Linked DNA regions of Mus musculus: all the other regions are linked to region 3. A link is a contact called in public Hi-C data. All regions are on one chromosome and are shown on one strand. Each heading gives the region's core, a stretch centred on a gene start, on an enhancer-like site or on the middle of the called end of the contact. The rest is flanking DNA. Distances are from core to core; before and after follow the strand shown.

Region 1 (4,753 bases), core at 1,758-4,257, 630 kb after region 3:
GTTTTTAAAAGAAAAGTTATAGGATTTTCGAGATGGGGTCTCCCTCTTTTTTCCTTGGAATCTGAATATAGTGTTAACATTTGCAGCAGGAAGGGGCACACATGCTTTGATGGAGCAGGAGGTGATGAGAAATAATATTGGTTAGCAATATGTCTAGCTTTGGGGGCGTTGCATAGGGAAAGTATTCTAAGACTTGCTTGGCGAGAGAGCCATTTGGGAGACCTCCTGGCTATAACAAGATGCTACCTTCCCCAGAGGAAGTCTGACAGCTTCTTTATCTGTCCTGCTGACTGAAGTGTCCTCCCTGTGGGTGGGGAGCAGGGATGCTGCTAGTTTTTCCGTCAAACATCAGTGGAAAGTGTGACTTCATGTCTAGTAATTTGGTTTGTCCAACTACTTCCGTAGGCTTCTGTCTTGCAGTCTGAAGGACATTTGTCCTTTACTGGAACGTGTTTGCCTACATAAAGTACAAATAAGAGTTGTGGGCATGTAAAAAGAGTGTTTTTTTCCGCATATATTTTGTATTTTCATTTATTTATTCACTTTACATCTCAATGCCCATCCCGCTCTCCTCCCATCCCCCTTCCCTCAGTTCTTCCTTTACCCCTTCCACTTTCCCTCTGAGAAGGGGAAGCCCCCCCCCCCCCTTGGGTATCACCCACCCTGGCACATCAAGTTTCTGTAGGACTAGGTGCATCCTCTCCCAAGTGTTCTTTTGGTGAATTCACAAACATAACTCCACTCCTGGCAATGAGTTCTCTACACTGCTTTTCCCAAAGTGATAAACATGTTGGACTTTGTAGAGAAGTTTCATGGGAATTATTAGAAAAGCAGCTTTGTATTCATATAATATTTATGGAAATAATATGTGTTTGAATATTTGTATACTGCGCCATGGGCAAGTGTATAATCATTTAACTAGCTGGTCTAGCCTGGTGTACCTGGCGACTGACCTGGCCTGGTGGTCTGTTGCTCACAGGCATTAAGCACCTGTGCCTGGTGCACCCTCTCTGCAGGTTTGCTCCTGTCTATTTATGTAGCATCCTCCTGCCTTTCCTTCAGAGTTTTTCTTCACCATCAATATGCACGTGGAGAAAGTAGTATAAAAATATACTTTTAGCCACTGTCAGTGTTCATAACTCACTCTCTACAAACAGACTCTTCACTAAAGCCCCACCCTGCCTCCTGAGCTCCCCAAGTTTTGCTAGGTTTTATCACCCGACCCACCCCCGACCCCCCCATAGTTTTTCAGAATGCAGGTGAGAACAGCCCAGTGCTATTATCAGCAGGGCACTGAGTTCACTAAGAGAGGACTGAGAAAGACTGAAAGACAAATGGCTAGTTGTGGTTTTCAGGTGAGCTTGCTCTGTTAATCTGGGCTGAAATGGACAGGAACAGGTGGTGTGGCGGAGGAGAGGATGGGTAGGGGTTGCTCTGGCCAAGAGCAGGTTGCCAGCTGGGCCAGTGATCTAGTTCTGTTGTCAGTGTACCCACAGCAGTGGAAAAGGGACCTTTTCACATAAAAGGCAATCTTGACAAACTTTCTGAAAACGTTAATGAGGTATAAATGAATAATCTTAGTAAGTTGAAGTGCTGAATTTGCTAAGCGAACTGAGCTGAGGTTCAAAGATTTGAAGCGCTACTGTATTTTCTATATTCCAATATACAGCAGTGTGGTGGGGCGGATGGGTGCGAACGCCGCTGGAGTCATTTTGTCTTGGTGCTGTAGCAGATGTGCTATACTGGGACCTCTGGACAGAGAAAGCACAGTTAGGGATGGAATTTGGTAATAAAACTCATTCTAGCTAAAAGTGGGTTTTTCTTTTTAAAGTTTGAATCTACATACAAATGTAACAAATTAGTGTATGTGTATAGATTTGAAGAATTTGCAATATGGAGAAAAGGTGATGGGAGTTTGTTAGAGATTAAAAAGTGCTGAGGAAAAAAATATGATCAGAAAAAAAAAATGTGGGCTCTTGTATTGCTGTGTCCTTGCTCCACCTGGTGGATTTTGCTGAAAGTGTTTAAGTCTGTGTTAATGAAAAGAATTAACCACTACACAGTTCCTCTGAGCATAGCAAGAGTCTTGTTGGTGTTTAAAATATTCCTATGTTTATGGTTTTTGTTCTGTAATTTCATTGCATTGAAAGAAATGTATATTATATAGAATCCATGTGGTTCAAACATATGTATGTTCGTTTTCGGAAATTTGGAATATTCCGAAAGTAACCCTCACATGAAATCCCCCTGCATAGGGCCATCATTACCAGTTCCACACTTAGTATTACTTATTCTGGAGCCCCAGCTGGTTCCGATCTTGCTCTGTAAATTAGCCTGGATTTGAACTTGTTCCACTCCTCTAAGCCTCTACTATTGGATTGGTTTTAAGGATAGATGTTATCAGAAGAGAACCAGCTTGCATTTTCGCTGATTTAAAAATACGTTGAATGTTTACTACTAAGTCAAAGAATGATGACAGGCATCGGGCTGATTATAATCATTTTTGCAGAACTGCTTCTCAGGCTCAAAGGTGGTGGTGTGTCAGTGTTTAGCAGAAAGGTTTTTTTCTCATTGAGCTTCATGTCCAAGACACAAAGGTAGAGACTAACGGTGCCTTATGCATTCATGGGGTTGGTAATATCTGTTGTTTGCTGGCCTTGTACAGACTGCTTTCTCTGGCAATCTTAAGAATTCAGTTGTGCTTTGATCAGCTTACTGCTTTCCTTAGGTTATTATTATTTTTTTAATCCCTTAGATTCTTACATCGCTGTAACAGAAGGTGAAGTTTTGAAAACAGTGTCTCCATATGCAAGGGATTTGGAGACCTTTTTATTGTCTTTAACACTGTCATTCATGGTCCTCATTAGCATTTATTGTTGCAAGCCTACAAGCAGAAAATGTGAAATTGGTATGTCATGAATAGCCCCACAGAGCTCTGGAGCCCTCTGATTTTGCCTGCAGTGTGGTGTGGGCTGGGCTTTGAGGGAAAGCTGTCCAGATGGCTGCCTGCACACAGCAGAGCTGCAGGTTTTTGTCTCTGGTGCTGAGAGGAGGGGAAGTTCACTGGAGCATACGCCATCACCCTTGCATTTTAACAAAACTAACTAGCCATTAGTCAAGATGGGAGGGTGATGACATCGAGACAAAGGTTTTCCATATAGTGTTACAAGCTGTGTCACAGGATAGGGCTGAGCTGCTAGGTACCTTCTCTTTTAACCCAGTGGGTTTTGTGGTTGGAAAACGAGATGGAAATGGTAACTTCTTTGCAAATTGGTGTGCAGGTGGGTCTTTTACAGATCTCTTTTTTAAATTTGTTTAAATTGGAAGATGATATTTTATGCTAAAAGAGTCTATAAAGCTAGGATTCCTCACTAGGGCTAAGAACCTAAGTGTTGTTTTATTTAAAAGCTGAAAAGAAAGAATTTAGACCATTTTTCCTGCAGAGAAATCTACTTTTAAGAACATTAGTACATTTAAGTCTCATTTACATAAAATAATGTTCAACCAATGTGTGTTAAAAACAGTTTTCAGATTTTAGAATTTCTTAAATGTTAGGTCTGAGAGTCAAAAGTTGTCAATTATAAAAGATATACAATAATAAATATACTGTGCTAGTATAAGATCATGGCCACTATTATAAACAAATAATAATTACAGATACAGGTTCTATTTTCTGTTAGCAAGTGATATTTTTGAGATTTCATTTTGCACAAATACTAGTAAACCTACACAGTGTGCACATAATAACAGACATATTTGCTTTCATATGCGGAGTGTGTATATATTTGAGGTTTTCTTCTTTTTTTCTCTTTCTCTTTCCTTCTGTTTCTCTCTCTGTGTCTCCCTCTCTGTCTCTGTTTCTGTCTCTCTCTTTTTGTCTCCCATTCATAAAGTCTTACTGTGCAGTTCTGACTGGCCTGAAACTTGCTATGTAGACCAGGCTGGTTTCAAAAATTCAGAGATTCACATGACTCTGTCTCCTGAGTATTGGTATTAAACATAGGCATCACCCTACCCACTGGATAACATATGTTGACCAGAATTCAAAATAAAATACATTGCTACATTGCTTCAAAAACTGCCAAAATGATTGTCAGTGCATATGTATGTATGTATGTATGTATGTATATATATGGAGGAAAATGCCACAGAGATTGGCTTATTAAGAAGACATTATTTTTTTGAGGCTGGAAGTTTCACACTAGTTTTAGAGCTCAGTATTAACCCACATAAGCTAACAGAGATAAAAAAGAAAAAGTCAAACTGAGTTTGTCATAAGACAAAGATGAACTGTAGAGCTGTGTTATAGCCATCTAGCTCCCTGCCTTCCCCTGGCCCAATAGAGTAGGATTTCTCCAAGGACCACATAGCATGGTCTCCCCAGGATGGAGGGGGCTTGTCCATCTAGTTGCAAGTGATCCAAGCAAAACAGCCTTTCTGCCTCTATAACGTCTGTCTAATCACCTACTAAGTCAACCTTCTCTCAGGTATGTTTCCTTTTAATCCCTTACATCTTAGTGCTTAGCACTTAGGCCCTCTAGGACAACCCCAAGGAGTCTTTGACCCCCTGATGTTTACACACCCTTCAGATTCTTACGGTGACAGACAAAACACTCTTCCTTTGTCACTTAGGCAAAGTTCTTGGGGTCTCTCTGTGCATCAGCTGACAGTCGAGGAGGTGCAGGTGTTTGCCAATCACTTCCCCCAAACAAGGTAGCAGAAATTGTCTGACTGTGTCCAGCTCTTTACAGCA
Region 2 (4,280 bases), core at 233-2,732, 570 kb after region 3:
TTGAAGCTGCTCTATTAAAAGACTGTAGGCAAACAGGAGTAGAAAGAAAACAACTGAAGACTGCTGAGGAAACAGGAAAGGAGGATGGTGGTACTTGCTACTAGCATCCTAGCAATGGAGCCAGTAAGAAGCAAGAAAAGTGGAAAGTGTTAGAGCTCACAGAATAAGAGGAAATGGGAGATGAAAAGAGTTCAGATGGTTGATTTGCCACAAGGGTGGTGCCTTAGGGTTTCTATTGCCATGAAGAGGCACCATGACCAAGGCAACTCTTATAAATGACAACATTTAATTGGGGCTGGCTTACAGGTTCAGAGGTTCAGTTCATTATGATGGCAGGATCCAGGCAGATATGGTGCTGCAGGAGGTGAGAGTTCTACAACTTGTTCCGAAGGCAAATAGGAGAAGACTACTGTTTTCCAGGCAGCTAGCAGGAGGGTATCAAAGCCCACCCGCACCGTGACACACTTCCTTCAATAAGGTCACACATTCTAATAGTACCAGTCCATGGGCTAAGCATATTCAAATCACCACAGATGGACTGAAGACTGACACAGGGGGTAAAAAAATGAATATGGGAGAGGTAAGTTTTAAGGAGTTACACACAGCAAATTTAAGAAAAAAACAAAAAAGTTAGCAGGTAATGTCAGAATAGATCAAGTTACAATGGACTTATGGGATAAGCCCATGGAAGAAAGGCTGTACCATGTCTACCTATGTTGTCCTATGTCACAGATGTCCTTTTTCTATTTTTACTCTCCCTAGCCTACAAAGTTCCTCAAACTTCAATACAGAGCATTTGAGAAGGCAAGCTTGTCCTACGCATAATTCAAAAGTAGAAAGTTTAAAATGAATGAATGTCTGCTCCAAAAACAATCTAATTTTCTGAAGAAATCAGAAAGAAAATATTTGAGCTATTTACATTTTTTCTCTCCAGACTGAATATGCAGAGTATAAACATCTGATCAAAAATCTGCTGTTATTACAAAAAAAGTCTTCTAATAATAACATCCTAAACATCAGATCTTTTAGCTGTCAACAGCACTCTCCTCTCTCTCTCTCTCATTCTCTCTCTCTCTCCCTCTTTCTCTCTCTCTCTCTCTCTCTCTCTCTCTCTCTCTCTGGTAAACCTACAAGGTGGCAAAATATTTACATGTTGGAGTCAAGAGCACAGATACTTCATAATGAAATTATTGAATTCATGTTTTAAGGTAGAATGATTCTTTCTTCACTGTTAGAAGTACAAAATAAACACATGAGTGCACAGCTCCTTGCTTTCCCAGCCAGAATGGCTTGCAAGATGATCAGCTCTGGCGAGGGAGGAAACAATGCCAAGTTTCTGGTGTGTGCATGCACACTGCTTTTGCTCATAATTAATAGCCCCTGTGCTTGCTAAGGTTTTGGAAAGCAGCTCAAAGCCTACCCAGGTAATGCCTTCTGACAACGCTTTAAAGATCAGTTATGTCATATGGCTGCCTTTTAGGAAAAAAAAAGAAGTCAAAATGCATAGCTGTGCCATATGGCATCTCTGAAGAAACAGCCGGATTGGACAGACAGTCACTGGAGAAAGTCCCACAGCACTTGGAAAAGAATGTGGTCCTGTTGCCAAAATGTGGCCTTTGTTAATCTCCTAACTATTATTGTGCAGAAACCAATTCATCTGTATTAATTATAAACAAATTTTAATTACCTCAGTAAAAGCCTATTATACTGATATCTGATGCCAAGGAAGCTGTTTTAACTCCTTCTAAGTCTCCAAAGCAAACAGGGGGTGTTGGAACGTGGGTGGTTTTGGTGAGGCAGGGATTTCTCTAGCTGAGTGTAAAGCATACAGTTTTGACATTTAGATTTTCAGTTCTTTTAAGCAATCCCATGATGCTTTTTCTCCCTCCCCCACCCTCCCAGAGGCTATCAAAAGGCAGCTAATGCGCACAAGTTGTTAAAGACAGATTATCCCTAATGTCTGGGAGTGTTTAACTGTACTCTGTATTCATTTGCTCAGATTTTAAAGTTACAACAATAACAAAAAGCAGTGTGCTTTGCAAAGCGACTATGCTCAGTGTCACAAAGCAACTCCAGAAAGAAAGAAAGAAAGAAAGAAAGAAAGAAAGAAAGAAAGAAAGAAAGAAAGGAAGGAAGAAAGAAAAGAAGGAAGGAAGGAAGGAAGGAAGGAAGGAAGGAAGGAAGGAAGGAAGGAAGGAAGAGAAAGAAAGAAAGAAAGAAAGAAAGAAAGAAAGAAAGAAAGAAAGAAAGAGAGAGGGAGAGAGAGAAAGAAAGAAAGAAAGAAAGAAAGAAAGAAAGAGAAAGAAAGAGAGGAAGAAAGGAAGAAAGGAAGGAAGAAAGAAATGATCGACTTTCCTAAAACATTCATCACACAGTCCTTTGTGAGAGTTCTCTGGACAACCTACAAGCACATGTATCCTGTGCCTCAAAGTAGCACATCTTCAGAAAACATAGAAACCCAAATCACTAGCAGGTTTTGTGGCGGCAGCTTGGCCAAGAAGGCTGGCTGGCCCTTCCCATATAAAAAGTTTGCAGATGACACATGGTGGCTATAGTGTGCGCAGCCGTAAGGGTTGGAGGCAGTCCAGCAGGAGGGCTCATCTGTGAGCGGCAGCCGTGATGGAATTGTCTTTGCGTTCAGTTTCACTAATGTGTGCTTTTATTTTACTAGGCCAACCATCAAACGTTCCTCTTCCTCCTGGAGACCATTCCTTTTGGTTTTCGTATCACTTTGGGCCTCAAATGTTAAACAGTTTTAGACAAACAGAACCACTTCCTGCCTTTTTCCTCCACTAGACTTTGAAGTGTCTCGTGTAAACCTCACAGTATTTTTTTTCCTCATTTTTAAACAAGAAAAATAATTTATTTTTATAATCATAGTGGATAAATTCTAGAAAGCAGGGTCCTCTGTAAATTCTCGTTAGTGAGCACAGAAACCATAGCTTTGAACCAAGTCACAAATATACCAGGGTAGCTAGCAAAGGATGTTTAAGGCGATATACATTTAAGTGAAGCCAGTTTCCTTGTGGTTTGGGTTCTTCATTAGTACAAATCGAATATAATTAAGAGTTTGTGGAGTTTCCTCTAACCCACACGCCTATTACATCCACTGAAGCATCCATTAAACTAGAAGTCATAGACATTACTTTGAATCTGAAGGTCTCCTTCAAAGTCTTTGAAACTATGTCCCCAGTCTGCAGATGAGAGATCAGGGTTCAGACTAGCTTGGCTTGTCTGAGAACAGGGACATAGCCACCTGCAAAGGGGGAGCATCTTTCTGTTCTCTTCATGGGTGCTATTCCCATGATGGTGTCCTGTCGTGTTTCTGTTAATATTGATGAAGACAGACTAGATGTCTCTGAGCAATCAAAATGGTGTGAGTGACCATAAACTGAAGAATTTGTATAGTAAGTTAATTTCGAAATTATGTTCTGTCAGTATTCTCCAGCACCTATAGGGATCTCTTCCTTCATCTGCTATAAGTTGTCAGCACATGTCATTCTAAAACACCTGGTTGGGGAAGATCTTATAGAGAATGGGAATAGAATTTCGGAGAGCAAAATGCAGGCCGTGCTTCCTTGGACACTGGATTCTGTACCATCTTCTCATCATCTCAGAACTACTTTGAGTCTCTGCAAATTTGAAGAAAAGGATAATTTCTACCTAAAATATACATAGACCACTATATAATTATTAAAATACACAATTCTTGGAGACACACTATTAAAAACTAACTATGTTCTAGAGAACAAGTATATACCATAATTATTCAAATAGGCAATTCTTGGAGACAGACAATGGAAAGCAAGCCAGGTTCCAGAAAATAAGTGTACTCAGGCTGCAGGCCTCATTCCATGTTACACCACCCAGCGAAGCCCTGGCTTAAGCAGGGCCCAATCCACCCATCACATGATGATTTGGTCAGTTCACAGAATTCTCTCCACCAGTAAGCATCGTACCACCACGCCTCCTTCGGTCATATAAAATTAGATCTATTTCTAACATGTGTCCCAAGGGTGATTCAAAGTCATTACATCTCTGGACCTTATTTAGTTAACTTGTTTTGAGGACAGGGTGTTGCCCCTGCCTCTGGCTCCCACGTGCTAGAATTACAGGCATCTAGCATCCCATCCGGTTTCTCCTAATCTTCATAGCATTTCTACTTAAGAATTGACACAGGGACCGAGGATGGAGATGGGTGGGTAAAATCCTGGCGCCGTATGCACCAAGCCAATTCTGTCCCCAGCATCTTATAAACAGAGCCTGGCGGTACACATCAG
Region 3 (4,430 bases), core at 873-3,372:
TCTCCCTCTTTCCTTGCATCATTAAGAATTGCATATATGAATTGGAGGAGGGTAAGGATGAAGAACAAGGAAGAAGATGGCCCTGAACTAGTCAAAGAGAAGGACATCATGCAAGTATTCAAATACGTTGTGTAGACATCAGTGAGAGAGAAAGCACACTTGTGAATTCACTATGATTTTATGGAACATGCTTCATTTAGGGGAACAATGTCTTTGAGTGAGTCTTCTCCTTAAATTATGCAGCTAAATACAATGATAATTAATATCAGTGAAAGCAGATAATTTTAATTTAACTATCTTTTAGGAAATATATTCTCTCCTAGTTTTAATAATTAATGTTTACCAGGTAAACACACATTTTCAAATGCGTGTGATAAACACAGCACAACAATGTTCATGATCCTTTTCCTAAACGAGTCTGTCTTATATTTCAAGATCTTGGTTTTGCCAGATGGCGTTGAGATCACTAATACGGCAGCCAGGAGTTTCCGCACAGGCAGAAACATAGCCATCAGAAGTGGGTGTTAACAGAGTGAGAATTATACTTTTTGTGCTTGAGAATTTTGGGTTCTTAATGAGACACAAATGTTCTATATATACTGGAACATGACATGACAGTCTTTGAAATAAATATAAGTTAAGTTAAATGCATGCCTGCCACAAATCCTATTCTCAGTATTAATAAAAATAATAGTTTTTAAACTGGAAAACATTAAGAACAAAACCTAACATATGGTAGAAGCATGCACCTATTATCTGACACATTTTTCATTTGATTCAGGTTGAAGTTACCAAATATTTTGATAGAGCAGACACTGCTTAATGTTGTAATTAAGATGTAGGCTCTAGAATCATAAGGGGCTAGATTTGACTACTAATTAACCCTGTTCTTTCCAGGCGACTTCTTTCTGTACAGTGGTGTGTGTTGGAGGGCATATCAGTAATTAACATAGTTTTTGAAATAATAAAGTAAGATATAGACTGTGAAGTGCTTAGCACAGTATGCAGCCCAGAGTTAGGATACAGAAGACAGTACATTTGTACACTGATTCAATTGGATTGACTGTGTCTCATATTTTCTAGAATATATTTTTTCCTATCAGGCTATCTAAACATGAAATTTTCTCTATGCTTGTAAATACATTTATTTCTTTTTTACTTGTTCAGTAAATGGTCTTAGATTCCTTATTAGAACGTACATTGAGGCAAACAAGCTAAGCAAAATGTGTATTTCCATGGAATTTATAGTCACTATGGGGAATAGGTAAGGAACAACAAAACTAACACAACTCTATTCGTTTTTTTCTATTTAGCAATAGAGCATTGGTCCAAGTTTTTAAGTCTTCTAGAAGATAAGCTGGGAGTGTTTGTCTTGTCTTGGGATAAGAGAGGCGGTAGTTATCGGTAGTTAAGAATCAAGGAAGTAATCTCTCATTCTGGAGCACTCTAAAAAATGAGAGAGAGAGAGAGAGAGAGAGAGAGAGAGAGAGAGAGAGAGAGAGAATTTATATTATCAATGCTCCGCTTATAATTGAAACCATTAAGCAGATGAAGGATCAACTCTTCATAGGTCAGAACTGCGCGGGTTCTCTAAGATCTGTGAAATGTGGGCAGTGATAAGCAAATCTATTCTTTTATCTTCCTTCATTTCCCAGCAAGTCAAGATAATCTCTGTATTTGAAATCATAAGGGAAATAAGAAAGGACTCTTCAAAGAGAGCCTTCTGTGGTGTGGGTGCAGCGACGGAGGGGCTTCATGCGGCCGTTCTATGTCTGAAAACTTGGAGTGAGAGGGGTACAAAGCCTTTCTGGAGTTCTTGGCCTCTGAGCTGAGGTCGAGGCTCTTCCTATGCCTCAGGTGTTCTGGTCAAATGATGCCAAATAAAAGCAACCAGAAGGAAAGCAAAAGTTTTCTTCCTGGCTCTCTGTAGTGAATTACAAAACTGGCATTCTCTCCTCCCATTCTTAAAACTCGAAGGGTGGTACAGGCAGCGATGCTGACAGTGTGCCTTCGCAGATGCCACCATATGGGTCTCGAAAAACTAGTTGCACTGATGATTCCCTGCACATGTAGGAGACAGTTTGCATTGTTGGCATCGTCCCCACACAGAAACATGCACAGCTTAGCGAGGCTGAGCAGATGGCACGAGATCTGGTGCCAGGGAAGCAGTGAATTAAAGGTTATACCCACCAGGTTTGATGCGGTGCCAGTTTGAATTGGTACAGAAGCTTCGGCCCACCTGCTTATTGGCCTCATGACATCTGGCATCTTTTTATTTATTTTTTTTTTAATTTGGATTGAATTAAAGGCAGCGAGGAAAAAAATGTCATTTTAAAAGCCAGCTACAAGTCAATAGATTTAAACTCTTAACCAAAAATGGGACGGGGAGGGGTACTACGGGCTCTCCACATTAATGTTTTATATTAATGATTCTTATAAAACCTTGGGGGAAATTATACACCGATGTGTTGACTTGTGTTGCAATTTATAGCATCGTACAGTGGAGAGGGTGGGCTGTTAAAAACTGGCTCAAAGTTGCTAAATAGTAACAACAGCAAAGGGCTATTATCTGCAGCCTGTACATTGTAATTAGGAAACAGGCGAGTGAGGAAATACATTTGCTTCTGTTTGCTCTAATGATTTTCACATTGTAATAATTAGAAAACACTGTGGCAGGTCATTTAAAAGCACACTCTGAAAAGGTGTTTTGCACCTTTAGTTTGCTCTGATAAAGTCTTTTTTTTTTTCTTTTTCGTTCTTTTTTCTTCTTCTTCTTCTTCTTTTTTTTTTTTTGTAGTAGTGTATTGAGTTCTGCTGTATTTCAGCTGTAATCCCACTTGCTCTACACATATTCATATAATGTGTACACAAACATGCAACATACCCAGCCCCAGGGTAGCAGTGTGTGCATACTGAAGCCTGTTTGTGTATCTCCTCCATTTGGGATTTCCCTGCCTGCACCCTGGGTGTGAAACAACAGCAAGCAGCAGAGATGAATTGCTTAGGTGATTAGCTTTGCAACCAAGTCTTAGCATTCAAACTTTGCAAGCCTGGCTTATAGAACAACCACAGTTTAAGTTTGCAAGTTGGCTTTTAAAGATTTTATTTTTTATTTTTGGTGCCAAGCCCTACAAGAAGTCATTAAAGAAATATTCTAAATATCTCAGGTAGCCTCAACGTTTTGTCACATATTTCTGACATGAATCATGTTGACCATCCCCCACCCACATTTGCTTGATATTTGTTGTCTGTTTAATAGAAGCATAGCTGCTAACATTTTGTGCTAGTTAGAAGGGGGGGGGGGTAAACAACAGTTTAGAAGGGTTTCTAAACTTTGTTCAATGAAAAAAATAAGAGAAATATATAGATAACTTCAATGTAAACAACAACAAAGGAGATTGAGAAACCAGTAATGCATTTTTGTATTAAAGTCGCTCTGATGTTTACAGACAGGGATAGTGAAGAATCGGCAAAGCCTGAACAGTCCTCACAATGTATAGAAGGAACAAGAAACGGTAAGAGTCTGACGGGGCGACTCCATCCTGTCCCTTTGTTTCTGATGTGATCTGGGAAACTACTCTGTTTTGGATTCTTTAACTGTGTAACTGAACAACTTTTTAATATGAAAAATATTATTAATTTATAATGACAAAATTAAAGCACTTTAAAACAACTTTAAAATATTAAAATGTTATCAATTATAAATGTTAAAATATTAATTAGCATCTTATTCTGAGTTGGAGGAGCTAAAACTATGTTATTTTTTTCAAGAAAAAAATAACTATTTCCAAAATAAAAGAAATTATCATAAAAATAGTAAAGAAAAAATGTAAGACAGAAAAGTAGAGATGATAGTGTTACAGAGCCTTTTATCATTACCTAAATCCTTGATTTTCTCTCTTAAATGCAAGGAGGAAATATATCTCAATTTATGGGATGGAATTTAAAGGTTAAACCTTAGCTAACATTGCAGCATCCGAGCAGTGTAATGGGTCAGAATAGAACATCTCACTGCCACACTTCCCTGGGGTTTGAGCTCCTTACAGCTTCTCTGCTCATGTAACCAACTCATTTATATTTGATACTTCTTCATAACTCTATTAGACTGGAATTTCTTTCACGAGCTTCTAAGGTGTTTGGAATAAGACTCCTTCATTATTGCTGTCCAAAGACATCTTAGAATTGTCACAGTCAAAACTTATACATTATTCAGTGTTGTTATAAATAATTCTTGTTATAGACCAGGTACTAAATTGCTACCTTGTATTCACTGTAGTGAAAAACCTGTCTCAAGGTTCTCCAAATAAATAGGCAGACTGAAAAGAAAGTGTTCTTCTATTTCCTCAGTAGTGCAGTTTTAATGAGGTGGTGGCTTAGGAAATTCCCCTAGGATGGGACTATATAACTTATAAAGTTATAGTAATTTTGAG

Evidence for each region. Hi-C and Micro-C count contacts between places; a contact is called where the count stands out from the background.
Region 1: a Hi-C map of cerebellum shows a contact between it and region 3, with 4 times the contacts expected there. The contact joins two enhancer-like sites. A contact is called at or near these places in 1 of 15 datasets of contacts at CTCF or cohesin (pro-B cells), 7 of 484 Hi-C or Micro-C datasets (brain, cerebellar granule neurons, cerebellum and 2 more), 1 of 115 datasets of contacts at active chromatin or transcription factors (embryonic forebrain) and 1 of 9 other capture datasets (embryonic tail).
Region 2: a contact with region 3 is called in a Hi-C map of cerebellum, with 2.1 times the contacts expected there. The contact joins two enhancer-like sites. A contact is called at or near these places in 3 of 484 Hi-C or Micro-C datasets (cerebellar granule neurons, cerebellum and cerebral cortex).

Annotation. Positions count from the first base shown.
Region 1 is chr4:13,776,039-13,780,791 of GRCm38.p6, forward strand. It overlaps a transcript of Runx1t1 not described here. Among named protein-coding and RNA genes, the nearest start is that of Runx1t1, 6.4 kb to the right of the region's middle. Within about 2 kb of position 3,008, at least 41 of the 459 cell types and tissues checked have an H3K27ac peak or open chromatin away from gene starts, as enhancers often do. A contact at or near this core is called in cerebellum, where this site is marked.
Region 2 is chr4:13,715,044-13,719,323 of GRCm38.p6, forward strand. No RefSeq gene overlaps it. Among named protein-coding and RNA genes, the nearest start is that of Runx1t1, 68 kb to the right of the region's middle. Within about 2 kb of position 1,483, at least 21 of the 459 cell types and tissues checked have an H3K27ac peak or open chromatin away from gene starts, as enhancers often do. A contact at or near this core is called in cerebellum, where this site is marked.
Region 3 is chr4:13,144,934-13,149,363 of GRCm38.p6, forward strand. No RefSeq gene overlaps it. Among named protein-coding and RNA genes, the nearest start is that of Gm46847, 38 kb to the left of the region's middle. Within about 2 kb of position 2,123, at least 20 of the 459 cell types and tissues checked have an H3K27ac peak or open chromatin away from gene starts, as enhancers often do. A contact at or near this core is called in cerebellum, where this site is marked.